Linked DNA regions of Mus musculus: regions 1 and 2 are each linked to region 3. The links are chromatin contacts, called in public promoter capture Hi-C maps. All regions are on one chromosome and are shown on one strand. The core of a region is the stretch at or near the end of the contact, and the rest is flanking DNA. Distances in the headings are between cores, read along the strand shown. Region 1 has its middle 34 kb from the start of Gm51480. Region 2 holds the start of Zfp141 (zinc finger protein 141). Region 3 holds the start of Zfp619 (zinc finger protein 619).

Region 1 (4,499 bases), core at 265-2,764, 2.1 Mb before region 3:
TTGTTGTAGTAAGAGAACAAAAAAAAAAAAAGTCATAAACGATGGCTCAGAGATTATGAGCACTTGGTGACCTTGCAGAGGTCCCAGGTTCAGTACCCACATGGGGCTCACAACCTCCTCCACATTCCAGGGTCTCAGATCTCTTCTGGCTTCTCTGGGCATTAGGCACACACTTGGTGTACCTATATACAACCAGTCAAATACTCATTCATATATGTAAAATAAAAACAAACCTTGAAAATGAAACACACACACAAATCTGCTTTTTCTAAAAAGCATTATGCATGTCTTCTACACTTTGGCTCTTACTTCTACACTGCTGACTCCTAGCCTACTTCATGCCCAGCCCAGCCTCCATAATGCAGTCATCCTGCAGCCTCCGAGTGTAGAGTGCTAAGATTACAGGACAGTCGTGTGCCACCACAACCTGCAGCACTACTTTAATACATAAAGCTTGATTTCTAAACTTAACCTTAAATCTGTGCACTAGAGACAGACATGGGATCACTAGGTCACTTTAACTATTCTTCTGCTTAATGTAACCAATGTGTGGAGTCTCACCCTCTGGTTCTCTTTTCTTTTTTTACCAAATGATGTGTGTGTGAGGGGGGTTAGGTGGAGAAAGTAGCTCACTGGGGAAAAAGAATTTTGTCAAAGGCCTATTCTTTCTATTCAAAAATTTTTTTTAAAAAGAAAAAGGAAAAGGAAAAGGAAAAGGAAAAGGAAAAGGAAAAGGAAAAGGAAAAGGAAAAAATTATAGGGATTGTTGGCTGTCTGTGTGTGCACCAGGAGGCCAGAGGGGGAGCAGTGGATTCCTAGGAACTGCATTTCCTGGCAGCTCAAAGCCACAGTGTGAATGTGGATAGTGGGAACCCAACAGTGCTCATCCACATCTCAGTCCCTCCGCTTTCTGCTTTTCACCTCACTGGTCTCTACAGGAGGCTACTGGTTGAGGCTGGCCCTTGACTGTTTGGATGCAGAAAACTAGGCTTCTGACCTAAAACCTCTTTAGAGCACACCTTTCTGCTCCTAGCACAGGCCAGCCTCCAACTTAGCCACACATATGGACCCCAATAGTTATGTAAACTGACAATAGAAATTGAATTCGGTTTAGTTCTTTTGTTTGTTTGTTTTTTGTTTTTAAATTCCTTTTCTGTTTTCAGCTCCAGCTCCATATAGAAAATATAACACGGGGAGGAAATGATCAGAACACCTGGTGTCTGGGGTGAAACTAAGGCTTAAATCCCTGCTTGGATGACTGGGACCACACTAAACAGCTTACCCCTATTCCCTGGCTTTCATACAGTTCCCTCTACTCAATAAAAGCAATTGCTACTACTGCGTAGGGCGACATAAATACGTTTGGTCCCAGTTTGGGCCAAAATGTACATAAATTCATTTTCCCGTTTTCTCTTACTCCTTGGAGTTTTTCTCCTCTCACAGACCACTTACCAGCTACTCAAACACTAAGGGACCAGAAAGCAGCGCGGTCGCCCTCAACAAGCACAGCACATTGATCTTAGGCTCGGATCCTGCAGCGCCCATGCACTGACTCCTGCCCAAACTGTGTCCCTGAACACACAACGTTCTCGAACGATGTGGCAAAATCCCACAGCAGAGCATATCGGTAAGTGACAAAACAGAAGCGAAAACCCCGCAAGAGAAGAACGAAAACAGGGCTGATGCCCACCTGCAGCCATCAGGCAGCACAAACCGCGGCGCGACAGCCCGGTGTCCTGCCAGCCTGACGGTCACTCACCTCACGCTGCAACTCACAGAGCCCGGCACAAAGCACGTGGGGCACCAAGTCCACCCGCAGACATGCACAACCCCAACGGTCCAGCCTCCAAGCACAAGCGGTCCTAGCAGGAAACTACATCTGGATCCAAGAAGTTGCGCGCCCCTAGGTCACTTCCGGTTGTTTTGTAATGGTTATCACGGCTTACACGCCTCCCACTTGGGGGACGGCGCGCGTGCGCGCTACCACTGGCAGAGGTAAATCTTGCCAATACTTACTATGGCTCATCTAGTGGTTCTTGCTCCTTCAGAAAGTACCAGGGCCGCACTCACGCTCCAGTGATAAGGAAGCCATCATCAAAGTGCCTCAGTTCCTTACAACCGGGCAAGACTGGTGGAAGGTGATGTACTGAAAGCCCAAGGCTGTCTCACGTGGCCACGGGAGTTGTTGCCTACCAGTATTTGTAACTACTTCTAGGAGTCTGAAATTGTATCCTCATAAAAATACCTTTTCTAGTGATTTTTAAATTTTTATTAGACTTATTTCATATATTTTGCCTGCATGTATAATCATGCCCCCCGTGCATGCCTAGTGGTTGTGGAGGTCAGAAGAAAGGGTAGGACCCCCTGGGATTGGAGCTACAGATGATTTTGAGTCCTTGTCTGGGTGCTGTAAATGGAAGCAACTGCTCTTGGCCAATGTCTCTCCTTTTCTTTGCCTTTTCCCTTTATTTTCACCCGACCTTAAAAGGGTTCTCAATTATTTATTTTTGAGATTGTCTCACTTTGTTGGCGTGACAGGCTTGGAACTAGCCATGGAGATCATTCTGGCTTTGCACTCTCAGACATCTCATGGCCTCTGTCTTCTGAGTGCTAAGATTAAAGTTGTTTACCACCACACCTGACCTTTTCTCATTTTTCAAAGATTGAAAACTAGGAAGGATTATCAGGAAACATGAAAGGAAAGCCATATGGAAGATTAAAAGAGAAAATATGAGATGAACCATCATGTGCTTCTGGCTGGAGGAATCTCATGATCCCCAGAGAACAGAGCTCTCTTCTTGCTGAGAAGTAAACTTTCCTTTTTAAGTTGCATAATAAAAACAATTGCAGAACTAGGTGTACATTAGAAATAATGGTAAATGGGGAGAGACAATAAAATAGGGAATGCATCCAGCACTGTAAATAAATCAGTAAACCTAATGTAGAATATGAGACTAAAGCCAAGGATAATGTGAGGTGTCTACACATAGGGTAAGTATTTGCACTCTAGCCCTGGATGGTCTAGAACTATTTAGGCCAAGCTGGCCTTGAATTTAACTCTGATCTTCTTGTCTATACTATTCAAATGCTAGGATTACACAGCAATGTGTCATCGTGGCCAGTTCACAGATGGTCTAGATCTTCCCACTGAGAACAGAATGCAGGGTGGAGGAACCACTCTGGAAATCAGTTTGGTGGTTCCTCCGAAAATTGGACATAGTACTACCGGAAGATCTAGCAATGCCTCTCTTGGGCATATACCCAGAAGATGTTCCAACTTGTAATGAGGACACATGCTCCACTATGTTCATAGCAGCCTTATTTATAATAGCCAGAGGCTGGAAAGAATCTAGATGTCCATCAACAGAGGAATGGATACAGAAAATGTGGTACATTTACACAATGGAGTACTACTCAGCTATTAAAAAGAATGAATTCATGAAATTCTTAGGCAAATGGATGCATCTGGAGGATATCATCCTGAGTGAGATAACCCAATCACAAAAGAACACACATGGTATGCACTCACTGATAAGCAGATATTAGCCCAAAAACTTAGAATATCCAAGATACAATTTGCAAAACACATGAAACTCAAGAAGAAGGAAAACCAAAGTGTGGATACTTTGTTCCTTCTTAGAATGGGAAACAAAGTACCCACAGAAGGAGTTACAGAGACAAAGTTCAGAGCTAAGATGGAAGGAAAGACAATCCAGAGACTACCCCGCCCGGGAATCCATCCCATATACAACCACCAAACCCAGACACTATTACATATGCCAGAAAGATTTTGCTGACAGGACCCTGACATAGCTCTCTTGTGTGAGTCTATGCCAATGCCTGGCAAATACAGAAGTGGATGCTCACAGTCATCTATTGGATAGAATACAGGGCCCCCAATGAAGGAGCTAGAGAAAGTACCCAAGGAGCTAAAGGGGTCTGCAACCCTATAGGAGGAACAAGGATATGAACTAACAAGTACCCCACCCCCAAGAGCTGTGTCTCTAGTTGCATATGTAGCAGAGGATGGCCTAGTAGGCCATCAGAGGGAGGAGAGGCCCTTGGTCTTGCATAGATCATATGCCCCAGTACAAGGGAATGCCAGGGCCAGGAAGCAGGAGTGGGTGGGTTGGGGAGCAAGGCTGGGGGAGGGTATGGGGGACTTTTGGGATAGCATTTGAAATGTAAATGAAGAAAATATCTAATATAAATAAATAAATAATAAAATAAATAAAAAGAAAAGAAAATTTCTAAATAAATAAATAAAAGTATATCTTCTGAGAATTTTCTGTTCAATCCCATTTCTCGTGGTTTTATTGTTTGGGGTTTTTATTTATCTATTTATGGTTTGGGGGTTTTGTTTTGTTTTTTTCTGTTGTTGTTTATTTGATTTCTCTTTCACACTCTTTTATTTCTTTTGAACATTAAGCCCTGATTCATCAGGACTACAATCAGGCAGCTCAGGATCTTTCCCATGGGTTGTCAAAGTGTTCCTCTCT
Region 2 (4,658 bases), core at 218-2,717, 3.0 Mb before region 3:
GTTGTTTAGATGTATTTTGGAGAACAGGGATTCAGTATGCACCCTTAGTGTTGGTTTCTAAAATTACTAAAACTAGATCTATCCTGTGGCCTAGCTAATCATATGTATATGTACACACACACACACACACACACACACACACACACACTGGGAATCCATATCATAGCAAAGAGATATTAACATATCCTTGTTTACCACTATTCTTTCTACTATTTTCACAAAAGCAAATAAAAGGTATCAGTCTATATGTTCATCAATACAGACAGATGTATAATTAAACTCTATTATAAATTTAATGGAATTTTATTAGGTAATCAAAAATGAAACCTATAGAAAGATGGAATAAATTGGAAAAGATGAATGAGGCAATTGAGGATTATTAGGAAGACAATCACAACATGTTCTCTCTCATGTATAGACACTAACTTCTGATTTTATGCATGTGCAGCTTCAGCTTCTGCCTCTCGTTAGTAAGTCATCACCATCTATGAGGCAAGTGCTCCATTTTCCTGGTGAATGAGCTGTGGTTCAGTTTACTTCTCAGCAAGAAGAGAGTTCTATTCTCTGGGGATCATGAGATACCTCCAGCCAGAAGCACATGATGGTTCATCTCATATTTTCACTTTTAATCTTCCATATGGCTTCCCTTTCCTGTTTCCTGATAATCCTTCCTAGTTTTCAATCTTTGAAAAATGAGAAAAGGTCAGGTGTGGTGGTAAACAACTTTAATCCTAGGACTCAGAAGAAGACAGAGGCCATGAGATGTCTGAGAGTGCAAAGCCAGAATGATCTCCATGGCCAGTTCCAAGCCTGTCAAGCCAACAAAGTGAGACAATCTCAAAAAAAAATAAATGAGAACCCTTTTAAGGTCGGGTGAAAATAAAGAGAAAAGGCAAAGAAAAGGAGAGACATTGGCCAAGAGCAGTTGTTATTCTTGCAGATGTTCTGGCTTCCATTCACAGCACCCAGATGAGGACTCAAAATCACCTGTAGCTCCAATCCCAGGGGTTCCTATCATTTCTTCTGACCTCCACAGCCAGTAGGTATGCACGGGGGGCATGATTATACATGCAGGCAAAATATATGAAATAAGTCTAATAAAAATTTAAAAATCACTAGAAAAGATACTTTTATGAGGATACAATGTTAGACTCCTAGAAGTAGATACAAATACTGGTAGGCAACAACTCCCGTGGCCACGTGAGACAGCCTTGGGCTTTCAATACATCACCTTCCACCAGTCTTGCCTGGTTATAAGGAACTGAGGCACTTTGATGGTAGCTTCCTTATCACTGGAGCGTGAGTGCAGCCATGGTACTTTCTGAAAGAGCAAGAACCACTAGATGAGCCATAGTAAGTATTGGCAAGATTTATCTCTGCCAGTGGTAGCGCGCATGCGCGCCGTCCCCGAAGTGGGAGGCGTGTAAGCCGTGATAACCATTACAAAACAACCGGAAGTGACCTAGGGGCGCACAACTTCTTGGATCCAGATGTAGTTTCCTGCTCGGACCGCTTGTGCTTGGAGTCTGGACAGTTGGGGTTGTGCATGTCTGCGGGTGGACTTGGTGCCCCACGTGCTTTGTGCCGGGCTCTGTGAGTTGCAGCGTGAGGTGAGTGACCGTCAGGCTGGCAGGACACCGAGCTGTCCCGCCGCGGTTTGTGTTGCCTGATGGCTGCAGGTGGGCATCAGCCCTGTTTTCATTCTTCTCTTGCGGGGTTTTCGCTTTTGTTTTGTCACTTACCGATATGCTCTGCTGTGGGATTTTGCCACATCGTTCGAGAACGTTGTGTGTTCAGGGACACAGTTTGGGCAGGAGTGAGTGCATGGGCGCTGCAGGATCCGAGCCTGCGATCAATGTGCGGTGCTTGTGAGGGCGACCGCGCTGCTTTCTGGTCCCTTTGTGTTTGCGTAGCTGGTAACTGGAGAAAAACTCCAAGGAGTAAGAGAAAAAGGGAAAATGAATTTATGTATGTTTTCGCCCAAACTGGGGACGCAGTATCTATGTCAGTCTAAGCAGTATTAGCAATAGATTGCTTTTATTGAATAGAAGGAACTGTATGAAAACCAGGGAATAGGGGTAAATTGTTTAGTGTGGTCCCAGGCATCCTACCTAGGATTTAAGCCTTAGTTTCACCCCAGACACCAGGTGTTCTGATCATTTCCTCCCGGTGTTAAATTTCCTATATGGAGCTGGAGCTGAAAACAGAAAAGGGATTAAAAAACAAAAACAAAAACCTAAACCGAATTCAATTTTCAATTTCTGTTGTCAGTTTACATAACTATAGGGGTTCATATGTGTGGCTGGGAGCAGAAAGGTGTGCTCTGGGGGCTGGTGAGATGGCTCAGTGGGTAAGAGTACCCGACTGCTCTTCCGAAGGTCCGGAGTTCAAATCCCAGCAACCACATGGTGGCTCACAACCATCTGTAACAAGTGACTCCCTCTTCTGGAGTGTCTGAAGACAGCTACAGTGTACTTACATATAATAAATAAATCTTTAAAAAAAAAAAAAAAAGAAAGGTGTGCTCTAAAGAGGTTTTAGGTCAGAAGCCTAGGTTTCTGCTTCCAAACAGGCAAGGGCCAGCCTCAACCAGTAGCCTCCTGTAGAGACCAGTGAGGTGAAAAGCAGAAAGCGGAGGGACTGAGATGTGGATGAGCACTGTTGGGTTCCCACTATCCACATTCACACTGTGGCTTTGAGCTGCCAGGAACTGCAGTTCCTAGGAACCCACTGCTCCCCTCTGGCCTCCTGGTGCACACACTGACAGGCAACACATCCCTATAAGTTTTTCCTCTTTCTTTCTTTCTTTCTCTCTCTCTCTCTCTCTCTCTCTCTCTCTCTTTCTTTCTTTCTTTCTTTCTTTCTATAGAAAGAATAGCCCTTAAAAACAAACAAACAAAAAAACAAAAACTGTTTCCCCAGTGAGCTACTTTCTCCACCTAACCCCCCCTCCCACACACACCATTTGGTAAAAAAAGAAAAGAAAACCAGAGGGTGAGACTCCACACATTGGTTACATTAAGTAGAAGAATAGTTAAAGTGACCTAGTGACCCTATGTCTGTCTCTAGGGCACAGATTTAAGGTTAAGTTTAGAAATCAAGCATTATGTATTAAAGTAGTGCTGCAGGTTGTGGTGGCACACGACTGTCCTGTAATCTTAGCACTCTACACTCGGAGGCTGCAGGATGACTGCATTATGGAGGCTGGGCTGGGCATGAAGTAGGCTAGGAGTCAGCAGAGTAGTAGTAAGAGCCAAAGTGTAGAAGACACGCATAATGCTTTTTAGTAAAAGCAGATTTGGGTGTGTGTTTCATTTTCAAGGTTTGTTTTTATTTTACACATATGAACATTTGACTGGTTGTATATAGGTGCACCAAGTGTGTGCCTAATGCCCAGAGAAGCCAGAAGAGGAGATCTGAGACCCTGGAATTAGAGTTGTGAGCCCCATGTGGGTACTGAACCTGGGACCTCTGTAAGATCACCAAATGCTCTTTGTCAGGTGTATTATAAGGAGATAGGCAGCATTTAGTTCAAGCCTCGCAGAGCCCAAGTTTGTCAAATTTCATATTGCTTGCCAGCCTCATGTCTGTGAATGAAAATAGATTAGCTCAGGAGAACAAGGCCACTCAGAGACATGTGTCTTTGACATGTATTGCCCTTGATTTTAAATTAAAATTTGTTGAGGGTTGGCCTCATGCACTGTGTATTCAAATGCTGACTTCTGTGCCCTGAGATCTGCTTAAAGCCCAGACATGGGCATTGTCATGAATTTTGAAGAATCGCCTATATCAATGTGATGTAAAGAATGTTCCCCAATTAACTCAAATGGACTGAATAGCAAATGACTGGGCAGAGTAGAGAGGAAGATTAGACTTCCAGTCTCAGCCAGGAGTCCCGGGGGAGAAGAGCAGGGAGAAGGAGTTCACCATGAGGCAGGTGAGGGTACAAGAGAAGAAGGCCATGAGGTAGAGGAAGAAGGGGATTGTTGCTATGAGGTCAGGCATGAGGAGGCTTCACCAAGTGCGTTCTCCATGTGCACCCCTAGCTACACCAAGGAGCCAAGGAGAGACTAAATGTAAGTAACTCGGTGTGTGTGGCTGGGAAGTAGAGTAGCTAGGTAGCATCAAGGCTTAAAAGTTTTGCTCAGCTATTCTGATTAAAGCTTACTGACTAAATCAGTGTATCTCTGTCTCAATTAGTTGGGAGCAAGGCAGGTTAGGAAAACTGCCACTTTTAAATTTAATCATATGAACCGTCTTTGGTTTTGAAACTTACAGTGACAACATGGTATGTGGTATGTGGTGCTTTCTGTGCACGGCCCAAGCCGACTGTTCACCTAACCTCAGTGAGTATGATGTCCATTCTTCGGGTGTAGAGTTGACGTGGTAGAGTCAGAGAGGAGGTGATACCATACACCTAATAATGTGCTATTAAGTTTTCAGATGTCTTTTTAGTAGCTATTATTTTACATTCAGTTACCCAAGAAATTACTGTGACCAAAAATCTGAGTTAATACGGGTTTACTTTCTTCCCTTCACTCTGAGTAAGGAGAAGCCTAGCACTGCACGAATACTCTTGTCATTATAGTTCTGCCTAAATCTCTAAAGTGCTGTTTTTGTTTTTTTTTTGTTTTTGTTTTTGTTTTTGTTTTTTTTTG
Region 3 (4,698 bases), core at 922-3,421:
CAATTAATGACCTATCATTTTCCTGCATATCAGCACTGAACATCTGATTATATCATTTAAAAGCATCATTTATATAGCACCAAAGATAAAAGGAGTTAGAAATACATATGACTTTAATAACGATCTATAAACACAAACTTTAAATTATTAATTGAAAAGTTAAATGAGCGCAAAGATTCCAATTGTGGACCAAAAGCTTTAAAATTATGTTACTTCTCAAATTAAACTATAAACTCAACACAGAACTCAAGAGACCTCAAGAGATAGTTCAGCATGTTAAAGGTGTTTGGTGCCAAATCTGAATTCCTGAGTTTGACACCTGGGGTCCATACAACGTAAGAACCGATTCCTGAAAGTTGTCTTCAGATGTTCACACATGCTTGGTAGTGTGCCCACCAGTCTACACACACAAACACATATATACGCCATTTTTTTTTTAGAGATTTGTAGATTCAACACAATCTAAAAAAGAAGTTCTAGCTACTTAATAACAAATCTAATTCTATCGGTTGTATGCAAAGTCTAAAGCAGTGGTTCCCAACCTTCCTAGTGCTGCAACCCTTTGACACAGTTCTTCGTGTTGTGGTGACCCCCAACTGTAAAATTATTTTGTTGCTACTTCATAACCGTAATTTTGTTACTTGTATGAGTCATAATGTAAATATCTGATATGTAGCATGTGTGATATAAGACCCCTGGGTCTTTTGACCTCGCAAAGTGAAATTGAACACAGGATGAGAAAACTGCAGTGTTAAAGAGAAAGCTAAGTGGTTAAGAAATCTTGTTCTAGCAAGGGATTCCCCATTGGGTTCTCAGCACCCGTGGGGTTCACAAACATCAACTCAAGCTCAAGGGACTTACCGCCATCTTCTCCCCTCCGAGGGAACTAGGCATTATGTAATATGCATACAAAACATTCAAACATATAAAATACATAAATCTTAAAAATAAAGATTGTGCGGGAAGGGAAAACACATGAGACTGGTAAGTAGCACAGTTGGTATAGAGCCTTCTGAGGAGCAGGAAGAAGCCTTGGGTTCCTTTTGAAGCACTACATAAAGACAGAAATGGCTGACACATATCTTTAGTCTTTAATCGGGTGGTATTGCAGGTCTAGTTTCTCTGCGTTATCTTTAAGAGGTTCCGTACTTCGAGTTTCTTTCACTTTTTGAATTACACTCACTCTTGCGGTGAGTGAAAAAAGAAAGATCAGAAGTTCAAAGTTAACCCTCGGTAACACAGCGAGTTTAAGCATAGACTGAGTCATGAGTGTCTATCTCTAAAGAAAACAGTCAGCACACTAGAATAGGTCACACACACACACACACACACACACACACACACACGCGCGCGCGCGCACTATCATCTGACTGTAAAACTTTGTTTAAACTACAATAATAAAAGCAATCTACTCTGGAGAATGTTCTCAGCCCAGCATCTTTAATCAAAGCATTCCGGAGGCAGAGGCAGGATATCTGTGAGTGCATGCAAGGCCAGCCTGGTCTACAAAGAGAGCTCCGGAGGGAGCCAGGACTTCGTAGAGAGACCCTATTTCAAAAGCCAAAACAAATGTCCTATTTCACAATAAAAAGATAAAGAGAAAATTAGGAAATAAAGGTAAAAGAATACAGTTAGCTGTTTTTGACAAAGAAACAAAGAAAACTCAAGGAATTCCCTTCATTAATAAATATTAGTGAGCCACCTTAACATCTATATGTAAGAAATTAATAAAGGACTTTATAACTGTCACGAAAATTAACTCTAAGTGTATTCTAAACCTAAATAATGAAATGCGAAGTACAGAACCTCTTAAAGATAACTGAGACGAACTGGACTCACAACACTGCCTAAGAGCCCGTAACAAAGTGACGTCACCCGAAAAGGCGAGAGGGGCGGAGCCTCCTGCCACCGCGCTCTGCGCTCTACGCAAGCGCGGCCCGAGGGGCGGAGCTGACCAGAGCCGGGGCCCAGAACAGCGCTTCCGCTCCAGCCGCAAGGAGGCTCCACCAGACGGCCTCCCGGGGCTCAGCCCGCCTCTCCTCCCCGTCTGAGGACAGCAGCCCCTTGCTCACCATGGCGCGGCTTCCGATCTCGACTGCACTCTCCCCACAGGTCCTGGCAGCGGAGCTCGCAAGCGCGGCTCAAGTGGCACCTCGCTCAGCCTTAAAGGGGAACCCGGAGCATGGCGGCGAAAAACCCGCCTCTCGCCGCTCGGCAGCGCCCTTTATTGGACAGCTGGTCTGGCTGCTCTGAATGGCTAGCAAGGCCGGAGTGACAGGAGAGAGTGGAAGCGAAGAGACAAAGGCAGCCCAGCGGGTCCTTGTGGCCCGTGGCTTGTCCCCCGAGTACACACGTGAAGGAGTTTTCCTTTTAGGAACTTACTCCTGCCTTCCAGAGCTGGACCTGCCGTCTAGAGTCGTGCGTTCGCACTGTCCACTACACGCAATGGCTAGTATAGGGATCGCCGTGAATTTTTATACAAAAGGTTAATTTAAAAATTTTAATTGCATGTATTTAGTTAAAAGAAAAGTGTGGCAGAAGAACATGTGTCCCACAGAGCATGAGTGGAAGTTAAAGGGCAATTAGCTAGAGTTGATGGCCCCTTTGCACCTTATGGGTCCTGGGGATCGAACTCAATTCATAGGGTTTAGAAGCAAGCACCTTTACTCGCTGAGCCATTTCGCTTTTCCAAAAGTTGATTAAAAAAAAAAATTTAAGCGCAACTGTTATTTACTTTTGAAAGGGAGGTGGGGATAAAGAGACTGCCAAATTTAGAGACCAGTCTAGCTAGGTCCTGTAATCCCAGTACATGGGAGGCTGAGGCAGGAAAATCAGGCATCTGACAAGGCTACAGACTGGATTCAAGGCCAGTCTCAGAACAGAAACACACACAACACAGAAACACTCTGTAATACAATGCTTCCATAGCATGGTTGAAACCAGAGGTTGAATCTTGGGTACCCACCTCAAACTTGAAGGCAAAAAACTAATTACAGAAATAAATAAAAGGGCTGGAGGATAGGAGGTTAAAGAGTGTGTATTGCTCTTCCAGAGAACCTTAGTTCTCTTCCCAAGCTCACACATCTGTCAACTCACAACTGCCTGTAAATTCAGTTTCAGAGGAACTCATGCCTTCTACTTTTGCCCATGAAATAAAATGAAATCTAATAAGATACTTATCAATTGATACTGAGAGGTAAGAATGTGGGTTCATGGGCTGTGATGGCGCATCCCTTTAATCCCAGCGTTCCTGAGGCAGAGGCAGGTGGATCTCTGTGAGTACAAGGCCAACTTGGTTTATTTCAGCTGCCAACAAACTAATGCCAAGAAAATGAAGCTGGGCTTGGGGGCAAGGGACTGTAACCTCAGAACTTCAAAGACTGAGGCAGAGCTGGCCTGAGCTATGGAAATACCCTAAACTAAAATTGTTCAAACATCTCAAACATACTCCACCTATCATATAATAAGCACTTGATAAATGTCTACAGAAAGTAAATTTTAAGTATCAAAAAAAAATTGTAAATACCCAGGAAGCTCCCAGAGACTGAACCAGGAGCATACGTGGGCCGACTCGAGGCCCCTGGCACATATATAGCAGATATATATTCCCAGTGGGAGAAAATGTGCTTAATCCTCAAGAGACTTGAGGCCCCAGGGAAGAGGGAGGCTTGGTTGGTGGGGGGAGCACACTTGTGGAGACAAGGAGGAGGAGGAATGGGATGAGGAACTGTGGGGAAGGGCATGGGGGGGGGTGACTGGAACGTAAATAAATAAAATTATTAAAAATTTATAAAAATATTAAATTACTCTGCAGGATGACAGAATGTTTTGGAATCAGAGCATTGATGGCTGCATGATATAATATCAACAATCAACCCAACAGTTTAGAATTCTATGCATGAATTCTAACCCAAGAGGTAAAAAACTGTAATGAACCCCAAGATTGTATTATTTACTGGTGGGAAAAAAATTCCTATTTCTAGTTGTGGTGTGGCTTAGCCCTTAGCACAGACCTTTAATCCGTCTGGGTGGATACAAACATGCCCTTAGCACACATGTTGAATCCCAAGCAATAAAGGTAAAGTTAGTTTGTAGAAGGAAGCACCCATGTTGGAGAGTGATGTCTAATTGACTATCAGACAGAATGACACATCAGAGAAATATCTGACAGAATAGGATGTGCCCAACTATCACAAGAGAGATGAAAGGGAAACTAAGAAAAAGCAGTGCAGAGAGAGGGAGAAGGCAGTTTTACTGGAAGAGTTTTATAGAGACAGTTTAAAGAGAGAAAAAGCTAAACACAAAACAAGCCAGAGAATGAGAAGGAGCCAGAAGATTAGAACAGGTTGCTAAGAGTTAGTATGAAGCCAAGCAGAGCAATTCAGTCAGAGGCCAAGAAAAAAGACAGTTTGAATCAGTCAGCTTGGAGAGGTGTTATGAGCCAGAACAGCTGAGCTGAACCAGCCAGCCAGAGTTCAGAAAGAACAAGAAAGTGTGAGCTTATTCAGCAGCAAGTCTCAGAGGCTGAAAACATTCTAGGCCTAGATAAATTGTATGGAGGCTAGAGGCTTCCAGGACTAGGCTTAGGTTAGCAGATGGAGGCAGTCAGCCTCAGAGATGACAATTAATACAGATGAATATTGTCACTTTAACTCCATGGTAATCTTATAATCATGGATTTGTTATAACTAAATTTAA

Evidence for each region. Promoter capture Hi-C pulls out the DNA fragments that hold promoters and counts their contacts.
Region 1: a contact with region 3 is called in a promoter capture Hi-C map of hippocampal neurons, with 12 times the contacts expected there. The contact joins the enhancer-like site here to the promoter of Zfp619 in region 3. A contact is called at or near these places in 4 of 39 promoter capture datasets (cranial neural crest, hippocampal neurons, maxillary cranial neural crest and 1 more), 1 of 484 Hi-C or Micro-C datasets (CD4 T cells) and 1 of 115 datasets of contacts at active chromatin or transcription factors (embryonic stem cells).
Region 2: a contact with region 3 is called in a promoter capture Hi-C map of hippocampal neurons, with 12 times the contacts expected there. The contact joins the promoter of Zfp141 here to the promoter of Zfp619 in region 3. A contact is called at or near these places in 2 of 39 promoter capture datasets (cranial neural crest and hippocampal neurons).

Annotation. Positions count from the first base shown.
Region 1 is chr7:41,596,661-41,601,159 of GRCm38.p6, reverse strand. No RefSeq gene overlaps it. Among named protein-coding and RNA genes, the nearest start is that of Gm51480, 34 kb to the left of the region's middle. Within about 2 kb of position 1,514, at least 373 of the 459 cell types and tissues checked have an H3K27ac peak or open chromatin away from gene starts, as enhancers often do. A contact at or near this core is called in embryonic stem cells, hippocampal neurons and pre-B cells, where this site is marked.
Region 2 is chr7:42,502,562-42,507,219 of GRCm38.p6, reverse strand. Zfp141 (zinc finger protein 141) reads left to right here and starts at 1,467. Exons shown (of 7, transcript NM_001309388.1): 1 at 1,467-1,610. It overlaps Gm35353 (a long non-coding RNA gene), which reads right to left and starts at 1,393. Exons shown (of 3, transcript XR_391403.4): 1 at 427-1,393.
Region 3 is chr7:39,515,239-39,519,936 of GRCm38.p6, reverse strand. Zfp619 (zinc finger protein 619) reads right to left here and starts at 2,171. Exons shown (of 4, transcript NM_001004139.2): 1 at 2,073-2,171. The coding sequence starts at 2,075.